Linked DNA regions of Mus musculus: all the other regions are linked to region 2. A link is a contact called in public promoter capture Hi-C data. All regions are on one chromosome and are shown on one strand. Each heading gives the region's core, a stretch centred on a gene start, on an enhancer-like site or on the middle of the called end of the contact. The rest is flanking DNA. Distances are from core to core; before and after follow the strand shown.

Region 1 (4,427 bases), core at 804-3,303, 1.6 Mb after region 2:
TAACTGTTAACTTCCTCAGGCCCCCCCCCCCAGAACTATCTTTAAGAGTCAGAATAAATGACTAATTTTTAGATTTCAGTCAGCGTCTCCCTGCTACATGTTGGCACTTTCACAGAGCCTCTCTGATGAACTAGGCCCTCTTACATCAATCATCAATCAAAATGCAATCAGGTATAGTGACGCATGCTTCCTATCCCAGCATTTTTGAGGCAGAGGCAAGCAAATCTCCAAGTTCAAGGCCAACCTGGTCTATAAATCCAGTTCCAGGACAATCAGAGCTACACAGAAAAACCCTGTCTGAAAAAAAATTATTTTTTAAAAAAGAAAGAAAAGCACCAGTCTTGCCAATAAGCCAGCCTGGTGGGAGCATTTTTTTTTTTTAAGGTTTATTTACTATTATATCTAAGTACACTGTAGCTGTATTCAGATGCACCCGAAGAGGGCGTCAGATCTCATTACAGATGGTCATGAGCCACCATGTGGTTGCTGGGATTTGAACTCAGGACCTTCAGAAGAGCAGTCAGTGCTCTTAACCACTGAGCCATCTCTCCAGCCCGGGAGCATTTTTTTTTTTTTTAGTTGAAGTTCTCTTCAACTAAAGCTTCCTACTCTAGCTTGTCGAATTGACAGTAAACTAGCCAGCACACATGTATGGTACTACAAATTAATAAAAAAAATAAATAAATTGAGCTAGAGAAAGTAGCCAAGGAACTAAAGGGATCTGCAACCCTATAGGTGGAACAACATTATGAACTAACCAGTACCCCGGAGCTCTTGACTCTAGCTGCATATGTATCAAAAGATGGCCTAGTCGGCCATCACTGGAAAGAGAGGCCCATTGGACTTGCAAACTTTATATGCCCCAGTACAGGGGAACGCCAGGGCCAAAAAGGGGGAGTGGGTGGGGAGGGGAGTGGGGGTGAGTGTATGGGGGACTTTTGGGATAGCATTGGAAATGTAAATGAGGACGATACCTAATAAAAAATTAAAAAAAAAAAAAGAATTGAAAGAACACCCTGCATTGTATTTAACCATACATTTTTAAAGCCACAGATCAACAACAGAAACAACAACAACAAAAATTACCTAAGGGGGTAGGGTTAATGAGGAGGGGGGTTCTCTGGAGAGGTCTTGTGAGATGAAATGAATATTGTTATTTGAACTGAGAAACAGAAAAAGATACGTTCCCTGGGTGAGTGATGAGCAACAAGTTCCAGTAGAATTATGTACAGTATGGTTCTGCAAGCATGTTATTCCAACAAACGAGCTTATGAGGAAATGCCATTCACTTGTTATTCAGAACAAAATTGCTATGCGAGCAAAGATCATTTCTAGTCCTTTCAATGTCCTTCCATCCTTAGAGTTCGGTTGGCAGAAAGCAGGAACCCACTTGACTAGAGAAGGTAGTCGGGGTGGACAAATGTGGGCAGGAGAAGGGAGGAGAGAGTGAGGGATACTACATTTTCGGAAGTCCTGTGTGAAACACAGTGAAACACGAGGTCTCACCGTGTTGCTCTGGCTAGCCTAAAACTCTCCAATGTAGAACAGGCTGGCCTGGAAACCTGAGATCCTCCTGCCTCTGCCTCCCAGTGCCACCATTCGGGCTATCTCCCCCTTAAACAGCAGGCGACTGCTGTGCCACCTGCAAGAGCAGCTCAGCAACTTTCTCAGGAGGCCACGCACAGATAGCAGGCACATCCCGACAAGGGGCCAGACCGTCAAGTCCCAGACTTCTTTTTCCTGCTAAGGTACCCTCGGGACATCAGCCTCGGGAGGGACAGACCCACAGGACGGCGGGGACAGGGTCGCCGAGGCCAATCCGGCCAGGCCGCGTCACTTCTGCAGGACAGCCACACGCCGGGGATCTCGGGGATGGGCGAGACCTCCCAACAAGCCCCCGAGAAGCCCGCTCGAGCCGGCTGCCGGGACCTCCCGACGCCTGCCGCCTCCAGACCTCGGCAACCCCAGGCTCTTACCAGCCTCTGCTCTCCAGAATTGGCGCCCGCAGAGAACCAGCGAATGCGCCTGCGCACTCACAGCCCGAGGAGCACGCGCGCTCCCAGCGGCGCTCACGGGAGCGAGCCCGTAAGGCGAGGGGGCGGAGTGGTGGGCGGAGTCATCGTGGAGGGGCGGGACTGGGAGAGCTAGACTGCCACGTTGCGGGAGGCGGGGTGCAAGCCCTGGAATTCGAGAAGCCTGGCGGCTGGGGTTAGGTCAGGGGCAGGTGGAAAGCCCCTTGCTCCTCTTTCCCGGGACCACGGCCAAAGCTTGAGCGGCTGCTTAGCCCACGGATTCCTGTGAGGGGCGGCTCCTGCGCTCTTCGCACTGGCGAGCCCTTGGCCAGTCCTCATCCCGAGTGGCAGGTCTTCCTCCTGGGTCAGTGCCCTACAGCAGCCAGCCTACTTTCTTAGAGCTAAGCAAAGACTACTTGCCCCAGTAAAGTTGAGAAGTTACTTCTAGTGAGAAACCGTTTCTAGAGCCTCTGGGTTGAGCCTATGAGCAGCAATAGCTACACACGGTGACATTCTCACCTCTAGGGAGGCTGAGGCAAGAGGATGGAGAGTAAGAGGGTCAGCCTGAGATACACAGCAAGACCCTGTCCCTGACCCGCCAAAAAAAAAAAAAAAAAAAAAAAACTCCGTCCCAGAATAGACACTACATGCCCCATCAGGCAACTTGAACCATCCGTTCCCACATTTGCCAAAAATAATATCCCCCTCCTTCCCTCACACCCTGCTTTTGATTTGTGCCATTTTGTAGACACCAACTCTGACATAAGTGAAAACAAATATTGAGTATTGCTGGGGGAGGTGAATTGGGGGTGGGGGAAGAAGTATGTGTTACCTGTGTGTACTTGAAGAGATCAAAGGTCGATGCTGGTGTCTTTCTCTATCCATCCCCACCTTACATTTTGAGACAGTCTTTCACTCAACCTAGAGCTCACCTGTTTGACTACACTGGAGTCTCTGCTCTCACAAAATTCTCTTCAAAAAGCATTTCCCATGCAAAAAAAGAATAGAAAGCAGCACAATGAAGTGCACACTGTCACATTAGTAGTATACACACCACAGTCCATGGGAGTTAAGACAAGACTTGGACTCGGTGTAAACTATTAACTGTCAGGAAAGGCTTCTTCCTGAATGAGCCACCTTAGCTTTGAAAGAAAAATCAGACACAGGTGATAATGGATGTGTCAGAGGGAAAAGTTATGGTTAGACCAGGGTGAGAACTAGGAAGGGTCAATGGGACAGGGGATGTGTAAAGGTCTTTGTAATGTAGGAAGTGTGCAGGACAGCAAGGTTAAAGGAAAGAATATTATGGGATGGTCCCCAAGGTAGTGTGTTGGGAAGCTTGGAATCGACTTGGAAGAAGATGCTACACTGTAGTGAATTTGATGTGATGTCAACACAACAAAATACTAACACTTGTGTGCCACTTGTGAATCAGAACCTAGGAAAGATGCTGGAGCTAAAGATAGAACGTTTTTATTTGCTGAAGAAATGAGGGAGCTAATGGGGAAGAAAGATAAGCAGCTGTACTTAAGTGAGCGTGTGTTAGCCCGCCAGGAGGAGGTGAGCTGATGAAGTCTCTAGCATGCTGACACATGCTGTCTGAAGCCCAGCACATTACAGGATCACACATACATGAAACACCTTGGACACGCCAAAAATCCATGTGTTCGTGTGTTTAAGCTTCTGCCAAATGAAAGATGAAGCATTGCTATGTTATGTCACACTGAGACCAGAAGAAAAAGGCAAGCTACTATTTAAACTAGTAACGGTAATAAAACATGTCATTCAGAAATATGAAAAGGAAAATATATATCAAAGTGATAAAAAGTTATTAATGTCCTCTTCTGGCCTCTCAAGCCAAATAGTTTTTAACTAATAGTTAAAATAATAGTTTAATAGTTTTTAATAGTGTTTATCATGGAATTGGTAAACTGTTTATTGAAGTATTAGGAGTGTCAAAGCCCCTACTTCGTAGCTGAACTGCCTCAGCACTGCCATCTACACACTTGCCCCTGCTCTTTCTCAGTAGGTACTATCTTTCCCCTCTGACTGTGCCATGCCTATAAATAACAGAGGCTATATAAATGCATTTTGGATGATAACATTTACCAGCAGCAAAGAAAAGATAAGATATAGCGCAATTGCTGAGTAGATCAAGCTTTCAGACACATAAGATAGTAAGTAGTTAAGAACTGTGATCTAGGGGCTGGAATGATGGTGTAGCAGTTAAGAGCACTTGTTGCTCTCACACAGGACCTTGGTTCAGTTCCCAGCACCCACTTGTGGCTTAGAACAAAGACCTGAGATTAGATCCTCCACACCCACATAAAAAGCCAGGGGTGGCCCTGCACCTTAGCTGGGAGGGAGGGTGTGAAGCCAGGGAATTACTGGGACCTGCTGGGGTGGCCATCGGCC
Region 2 (4,053 bases), core at 1,378-3,877:
CTCTTCAGCTTTACAGTTAAAGGAACAGATGATTTAGTTATATAATTAGGCTTCTTCCCACCTCAATGAAAGCTTATGGTGTTATAGCTAAGTTATGACCATTCTTGTGGTTATCGAGAGTAGCACATGGGGCCTCTAGCTATTATCTGTCCTATTCATAGATACAGATATACGCAGCTATGCAACAGAATCTCCCAGGTCCATATATATATAACATGGACATATAAATATGGACATGCATCTTTTCAACAGCCCTTTTTGGCCTGCTACTAGCACTGGGAGCTAATTCATAGGGTCCCAGACCTAGAGGTTCTGAGTTAGGGTGCAGATCAGGGACACTGTTCCCTAGCATACATTAGGCCCTGGGTTCAGTTCCTACTCCCCTCTAAGGAAAACATAGAACCTATGATTTGATTCCTAACTCAACAAGATTAAATCGCAGTTCAGACTTCAAGCATTTGTAGTCTAGTCCATGAAAGCAAAAGAGCAGGAGTCGGCATAACTAATTTATTTATTTGAATTTGAGAGAATTCAAAGAAGAGGAGCCAAATATAGAAAGAAAGAAAGAAAAAAAAAGATGGGGGAAAGCAGTTAGTTTAAAAAGTTGAGAGAACAAAGTATGTTTTACTTGGATGTGCAACCAAAGAAGCCTGCCAAGAATGGTCAGCAAAAGGTGTAAGAGCCATGAAACGACTTCTGTCCAACCTTTACCGGAAACACGCAAGGAATTTCCTAGACTGGTCAGGATTGGATTGTGGGAAAGGTCTCCTTCAAGCCTCCCTTGGCTTTTATGGCAAGAAAACAGTGTTGACTACAGAGAGCTGTGGTTCTCAAAGCTTGTCCCCACTAGCGGAAAAGCCAGTCATTGTCCCGAATCCCGACGTTGAAAGGCACCATGAAATAAATATTACGAAGACACAGGAGAGCTTTCAACTCTGTGAGCAGGACAGAAACACTTCACAGCACACATGTTGCCTTGTTCAATGACAAGGATGCTCCCCAGAAGAAGAGGAAAAGAAGCTGTGTTCACACACATATTTGAGTCAACACTCAAGAAAGGTGCCGGAAGAGGTCATGAACCCCCGCAGCAGTCCTGTGGGGTTAGCAGTTCTGAGTTATCCATCTTTAAGTTCTAGGCACAGGAATGTTACAAAACGGAACTACAGCTGCACGGTGCTAGGCTCTACTTTACCCCCTCAGCTGTCTCTCGGTCCAAACAAACTGGGGTCTAACACGGTATTTAGCTTAGACCTACCCTGTGTCTCTCACCTGTAAGTGGTAGCGCCCTAGTCAACGCTAAGGTCCACTTCTGCTTTCAATCATACGAGAGGCACGCAGAAGAGAAACAAAAGTGAAAGCTCTTGAAGGAACACACACAAGTAACCGAAAGCACCAAACTCTGTCACTGAGACCTGGCAGAGTTCCAGACATTTATCCTTTCAGCAACCGTGAACTCTGGGCACCTATCACGTCCTGTGAATGTGAATTAACACGGTAGAACACGAATCGGCCCAAAGCTCTGCAGCAGTCTTCTCAACCCTTCCTAGCACTGAACCTTTTATTTAAATTTCTACCTCAATAAATCCAGCCACGATGCACGCCCTCGCCCAACCAAACCAAACCAAACCAAAAAGCCCGCAACGCCACAAACCATCCCTAAGCTGTGCGTCCAGCTTTAGGAAAAGAGAAAAGGAAGCAGAAAGAAAATCTGAACTGGTCTGATTCCCCCTGCCCTCGCCATGTGGGGGTCCTCGGAGCGAACTGTTTTACAACTTAGAAAATGCAGCGGTCTTCCGATTCTGTTATTTGAATGGACCACTGAGCCACTGGAGCCAGGCAAGGGCAGGCAGCCGGGTACCCAGCAGAAGGATGGAGCACAAGGCCCGCACAACCAGGATCCGCGGACCCTGATGATGGGAGGATGCTTGGAGCACCCCAGCCTCCGGCTCCTGGGCACGGAGAGACCGGCGCGCACGCGCGCACACGCACCACGTCCTTCGCCTGGAGTTGTGTCTCGTCTCCCTTTTGTTTTTCTCCCTTCCCGGTCATGAGACCCGGAAGTTTTTTTTTTTTTTTTTTTTCCTTCAATCCTGTCTCTCTCCCTTTTCCACCCCCCCCCCCCCTTCCCCAATCTATCACATGGCAAAGCTAGAATAAAAACAGAAAAATGGCGACGGTCACGTTGTGGCGAGCCTTGCTGCGTCATTAGATAATCCTCATGCAAATAGCGGGATGAACAAAGAAAGGGGGGCTCGGGACCCCCGAGGGCGCAGGTGGGTGCGGGGTGCGCGCGGCCGCGGGGGCGGCGTCCGTGTGCGCGCTCCGGGTGCTGCGCTCTCGGCCCCGGGCTGGCGGCGCGCCCTGGCCGGCCCGCGGGGCGCAGAGAGCGGCTGTGCGGCGCGCGCACGGCGCTCGCACCCGGGCCGGCCCCGTATCCCGGAGCCCGGAGACGACGGCGGGGGCGGAGGCTGCTGTTGGACGCCTTTGGGCGCTCGGCGCCAGCTCCGGTAGGCGGCGGACCGCGCGGGGCGGCAGCTCGGGGCCAGGCCCGGAGCTGTGGCGCACTCGCTTTTCCCCCCACCCCCGCCCGGTGGCTGGGCGCTGGCGCGGTTCCCTCGCCGTCCCGCGGCCGCTGGAAATAGAGCCGGGATGTTGTTTACATGACGGATCCGGCGGGAGGAGTCTGCGAGGAGGAGGCGGAGAGAGGAAGAGCGGAGTCCCCGCGGCGGCGGTGGCGGGCCGGGGTGCGGGCGAGCGCCGCGCGGTCCCCGAAGCCTGGACACGGGAGCCTAGGGTAGGCAGGCGGGGGCGCGGGCTGCGGGAAGGCTGTCAGAGTGGGCTTTGCGGTACCTAGCCTGTCACGCAGACTCTTGGGGGGCAGGGGGAAGGAAAATGGAGAGAGGTTGGGAGAACCTCTGTTTCCCCTTACGTTTGGGAACGCCCCCCCTCTTATCCCCCACTCTTTCCCGCTTCTCCCTGGACTCACCTGTTTGTTTCCACCGCTCAGGGCTCTGGGTTTTTGTTTGTTTGCTTGTTTGTTTTAAACGTGCGCCAGAGGGGCTGGGCTTATTACTATTATTTGCGAAATTATTGGGAAGGCGAGAGGGTGTTGCTGTAATCGATCCTAGTCCAGGTCGGTTTTCAGGAGGGGGAGGGGACTTGGCGAAGACCCCGGCTCCTGGCCGCAGCTGACCCCGGGGCTCCTCCCCGCCTTCCCGGTGAGGAATCCTTTCCCTTGCCCCGCGAAGCCAGCTGCCACCTTCCTGGAGAAAGACCACACCTATGCTTCTTCCCGCTTTGGAGGCGAGGTGAGCTAAGAAGCCAGACAGTGCCCTGCCCACCAGAGCTTGGCCAGACCTCGACACCCCAGAATTGGTAAAAGGCGCTTCTTTTCACCTGCTGATAGCGTTGGTACGTCAGCCCTCTCTAGTCCCCAGAAGTTGCAATTCACAGTTTACGTTAAAATTTGTCTCTTTCTTCACCCTTCTTCCCACCGGCAATGAACTGTTGAGTTTAAGTTGAAAAAGAGAGGTGTCTCCCGCCCTGCCCCTAGTGAGGGTTTTTTTTTTTTTTAATTCCACAGTAGGTCTTCCACTCAGACCTGCACTTCTCCGGTCTCCTCTATCTCCCACTAAACTTAGCCCAGAGCCAGGCCTAAGCTTTTATTCCCTGTGGGCCGCACCCTGGCCCCTTGCCTTTCTACCGAGCCAAATGCTTCTCAAAGCAGAAGGCACACCCAGCCCCAAGTCTCTTCCAAGAGGGAGGGAAGAAGAAAGGATTTGGGGGGGGGTGTCCTCAAGTTCCGGTTTCCAAAACCCCCGTAGCATTCTCCTCCCGGAGCCTCCTGAATTCTTCCTAACAGCTGTTTTCTGCAGTGCCTTTTGCTCCTCCTGGCCTTATATTGGAGAGAGTGGATGGGGAGAGATAGCCACCCCCACCCCTTTCCTAGAACTAGGCAATTTTTTTCTCTGTCTTTTCATTTATTATGTTTGGAATATAAAATATGCAAGTGTGATTGCCTGTTATTAGAGTTGATTTTCTTCCTGGCTAGTG
Region 3 (4,069 bases), core at 678-3,177, 1.5 Mb after region 2:
CATCTCAAAATAAGACTTCAGGGGAGACTTCACAGGGTTGTTAAGATTACAACAGTTCACAAATGTGAAACATACAGAATACTTCAGGACACACAAATGCTAAAGAAAACATACATGGAGTGAAATTCCCCAACAGTGAGGTTTTTTTTTTAATGCAAATCAACTGCAGTTGGATCCCCCCATAGCAGGATTAACTATCATTTCATTCACATTTCTATAATACAGCTCATGTCAAATCACTGGATATTTGAAGTTCCACCGATTACATTGAGCTTTATAAAGTTCCTTTACTAGTAATAATATTTAGTGTCTATACAGCATGTCTGCTCATAAGACATTAATATACAATCAAACGTCTTATTTAATCCTTTCTACACTGACCAGGCACTTTTTGTCCATTTTACAGATGATGAAATTGAGGGACAGAGATGTCACCCAGTCAGTGGTAATTTGTGAAATCTCAGTCATTTCTTCTTTTAATGTGAATGAAGGTTTATTGAACAAAGGCTACTATGCAGGGCAAAATTGTTCTGGTGGTCTAATGGCTTCCAACATTGCTTTATCCTGCGTTGACTTCTAAAAATACATTCCAATCTAATAAATTGAATAGTTCAAGTTGAACAATAAGATGACACAGGTAGGGTCCCCTTCAGGACTCATTGGATTCATACTCAGGAGGCCTAAATCACTGGCACCTTCTTGAATTATGTAGGTCTTTTACACTTGGGAAAGAAAGATAATAATCGCTTATCATGGATGAAGTACCCTATTTATAATACACAGACCGCCTGCCTGACACTTTCATATTACACCAGATTTAGAAGGACCCCATAGGGATGTGGTGTCACAGTCTGGTTACTGCAAATTGGTATCACCATAATTAAACATCGGTTTTAAACACATATGCGTGCGCGCCATCTCACAAACGGGAAAGAAAACTATTCCAATAAGGAAGAGCAAGCACTCGGCTTACAGCAAGCAATTTAAAAACATTTTTAAGGATCTTCAAGTGCTCCTTCCAAATGGGGTTATTCTCACATGAAAATCCCTGGACAGAAATGTTCCAGAATTCTATTCTTTCCCTTCCTGTGAAGACAGTCCAAACTGAAGCTTAAATAAATATATAATTGCACCCCTAGGGCTCGGAAACCACCTTTTATTTAAAATTCTAGCCCAAGTCTGAGACAGGGGCCTGGAGAGTATATTGTAGCAAACGGCTCCATAAATAACTAGGCACACAATAAGCAGGAAAAATAAACTGTTAAAAGCGCCTAAGGCGTCTAAAGGGCCAAATGAAAACAGAGAGCCATCCAGTCACCGTCGCTGCACCGTGAAACAGTCACAACTAATCCCAGACAAGCTCTCTCCGTTTTTTGTACTCCTCTGGCCACGATGCTGCATCCCCTTGTGTGTTTCGGGGCATGCACCGGCTCTTAGGAGGACACAGAAGTAAACGTAGCAGATGGGAGAGGCGGCCGCACAATGAAGAGCAGAGCGAGCGACAGAGCAAGAGAGAGGCTTGGTGGCTACCTAATTTCAGCTCACAAACCAAGAAGAGCAGCCAATTTTCGTTAGTAGATCCGCGAACCTCTCGGCGCAACCGGACAGACCTCCGCCTTTTTTAGATTACCATAGCAACTGCGCCTCGCCGCCACCGGAAATAAGAGGCAGAGCACCTTCCAAACGCTCCGACCAGAGATTTGTGGACCATTGACCGAGAGAGAACAGCCATGGCATTGTAGCTTATCTGTTGCGAGGCTGGCATGTCCACAATAGTGAGGAGGGTCGTGCGCTGCATGCGGCTGGGGCTAAATGGATTCTGGCCTTAGACTCCCTGCACCATTTCCTTGAACACGTTCAGGCTCTTTCTCGCGCGGAGACTGTTTCCGGCGAGCTGCATACGGGGTGACACCTCATCCAGCGCTTACTACGCGGGCTTTTTATGCTTCCGCGTTTGCGGTTTCTCAGTTGGTTCTGTCCAGCAACGGAGTCCCGAAATGCCGTAGGTATCCCTTCCCCAGACGTTGCTGTTTTGTGGGCCCTCTATGAGCAAAAAGAGTATACAGGAAGAGTATGCCGTCCCATGGTCACCTTGTCTTTTTTATTTCTATAAACTTTTCTCTGTTGACAGCGTCGGGATGCTTGGTATTCCCAACCTACCTCTACCCTTCCAACACTTCTTTGACTCTTAAAACTTCACATCATTGTGTAAGCTGCGGGCTAAATCTGAGTAATGTCTAACTTGAAATGACTAAGAATGAAAGAGTATATTAAGTAAACATTTCTCTGTAATTTGTAGAATTTTTAAATGCTTGTTAAGCATTTGTGTAGTGAGTTCTCTGAAACTCGGGAGAGATTTCATGGACTGAATGGATTTCAGGCACTGAAAGATTCTTAAGATTATCACTTAGCAACTCAGTAATAAGTGATTTACTTTTCTTACTTATAAAAATAAGCTTGAAAAAAGTAAAAAGTGGGTTTGTATTGGGTCATCTTTAAGTTACAGCCCAACCCCAATAATGTGATTACCGAAAATGACCATAGTAGAGATGGGTATTGTGCTAGACTGCTACCCTTCGGCTACCCTACATAGGCTATATAAAGCACAGTTAGCGGTTGTATAAACAGGTTTTTTTTTTTTTTTGTTTTGTTTTGTTTTTAAAAAAAACAGGGTCTTTTTAAAGAATTTGAGGGAGGAGGAAGACCTAACTCTTGTAATACTTCTTTGGCTACCCCCGTACCAGGCTGATTTAGGTACTTCCTGCTAGGGTAACATTTTCCTGTTTGAGTAAAATGCAAACTAAGATATTATCGGGGATACTTGTGTAAGATATGAGCTGACATAAAAGAAGGAGGACCTTCGGAAATAACAATATTTATTAACTCACCATTCTAAAAAGGTTTATCTTTTAATGCATTAGAAAAATGTCTATTATAACATTGCTGGCAAAGATGAGGGAACAAAACTTAAGCAGGAAAAGAATGAAAATGAATTTGGTGTGTAAACTATGTTCCTGATCTGTTTACAGAAGTGAGGAACCAAAATCTATTGGAAGTGGATATTTTTCTGGCAACTGGCAACTTTAATATATGAGTAGATGTTGTTATATTAGAAGAGTTTCATTAAGTACATTGACATCCCATATTTTTAGCAGTTGTGTTGGTTGGTCCATTTTTCTAAAGAATCAGGGGCTTGTATAACCCAGGCTGATCTTAAACTCACTTTGTAGCTGAAGAAAACAACAAACTTCTAATTTTCCGTCCACCTCCCCCAGTGCTGGGATTGCATACCGCCCACTGTTTATTCAGTGCTGGGGGTCCAACCTAAAGCTTTGTGTATAGTAACTGAGCACTGTACCTGATGAACTACATCCTAGACCCAGCTTTGCTGCTAATGTGTTTTAGCAAAGAGATTAAAGCCATCATAATAATTTCATGTATGAAGCATAGTCACGCTGTAGCGCAGTGGTTCTCAACCTGTGGGTTATGACCCCTTTGGTGGTCGAACAGCCTTACACAGGGGCCACCTAAGACCACTGGAAAATATAGATATTTACATTATGATTTATAACAGTAGCAGAATTAAAGTTATGAAGTAGCAACAAAATAATTTTATTAAAGGGTTGCAGCATTAGAAGGGTTGAGAACCACTGCTTTGGTAGCAGAGTTCCGTCTTCGTTAGTGAGATGCTTTGTTTTTAAATGTGATAAACTATGAAGTCAAAGTGGTACTAATAGAAACCTTGGGAAGTTCTTATAAAAGATAGCTAAAAAAAAAAAAAAACCATTTTTTTTATAATGTGGATGAGTGTTTTGCCTGCATGTATGTATATGAATCACTTACAACCTGGTACCCAGGGAGGCCAGGAGAGATCATCATGTGCCCCAGAACTGGAGTCAGAGATGATAATGAGCCACCATACCGTTGCTGGGAACTGAACCCCAGTCTTCTGTAAGGGTAGCAAGTGCTCTTAACTTCTGAGCCATCTCTCCAGTCCCAGAAACTGGACTGATTTTCAGTGATGTTGAAATGATGACGTTTTGGTATGCAATTGTGGAAAGGTGTAATC

What was found. Promoter capture Hi-C pulls out the DNA fragments that hold promoters and counts their contacts.
Region 1: a contact with region 2 is called in a promoter capture Hi-C map of pre-B cells, with 4 times the contacts expected there. The contact joins the promoter of Alg6 here to the promoter of E130102H24Rik in region 2. A contact is called at or near these places in 1 of 39 promoter capture datasets (pre-B cells), 1 of 484 Hi-C or Micro-C datasets (uterus) and 1 of 9 other capture datasets (embryonic stem cells).
Region 3: a promoter capture Hi-C map of pre-B cells shows a contact between it and region 2, with 7 times the contacts expected there. The contact joins the promoter of Itgb3bp here to the promoter of E130102H24Rik in region 2. A contact is called at or near these places in 3 of 39 promoter capture datasets (the C10 cell line, hippocampal neurons and pre-B cells), 1 of 115 datasets of contacts at active chromatin or transcription factors (large pre-B cells) and 2 of 9 other capture datasets (adipose tissue and liver).

The regions. Positions count from the first base shown.
Region 1 is chr4:99,713,256-99,717,682 of GRCm38.p6, reverse strand. It overlaps Alg6 (asparagine-linked glycosylation 6 (alpha-1,3,-glucosyltransferase)), which reads right to left and starts at 2,053. Exons shown (of 15, transcript NM_001081264.1): 1 at 1,977-2,053.
Region 2 is chr4:101,354,822-101,358,874 of GRCm38.p6, reverse strand. E130102H24Rik (RIKEN cDNA E130102H24 gene) reads left to right here and starts at 2,627. Exons shown (of 2, transcript NR_040708.1): 1 at 2,627-2,794. All of the region lies in intron 1 of 0610043K17Rik (RIKEN cDNA 0610043K17 gene), which reads right to left.
Region 3 is chr4:99,827,016-99,831,084 of GRCm38.p6, reverse strand. It overlaps Itgb3bp (integrin beta 3 binding protein (beta3-endonexin)), which reads left to right and starts at 1,927. Exons shown (of 9, transcript NM_026348.4): 1 at 1,927-2,002. The coding sequence starts at 1,998. It overlaps Efcab7 (EF-hand calcium binding domain 7), which reads right to left and starts at 1,640. Exons shown (of 14, transcript NM_145549.2): 1 at 1,531-1,640.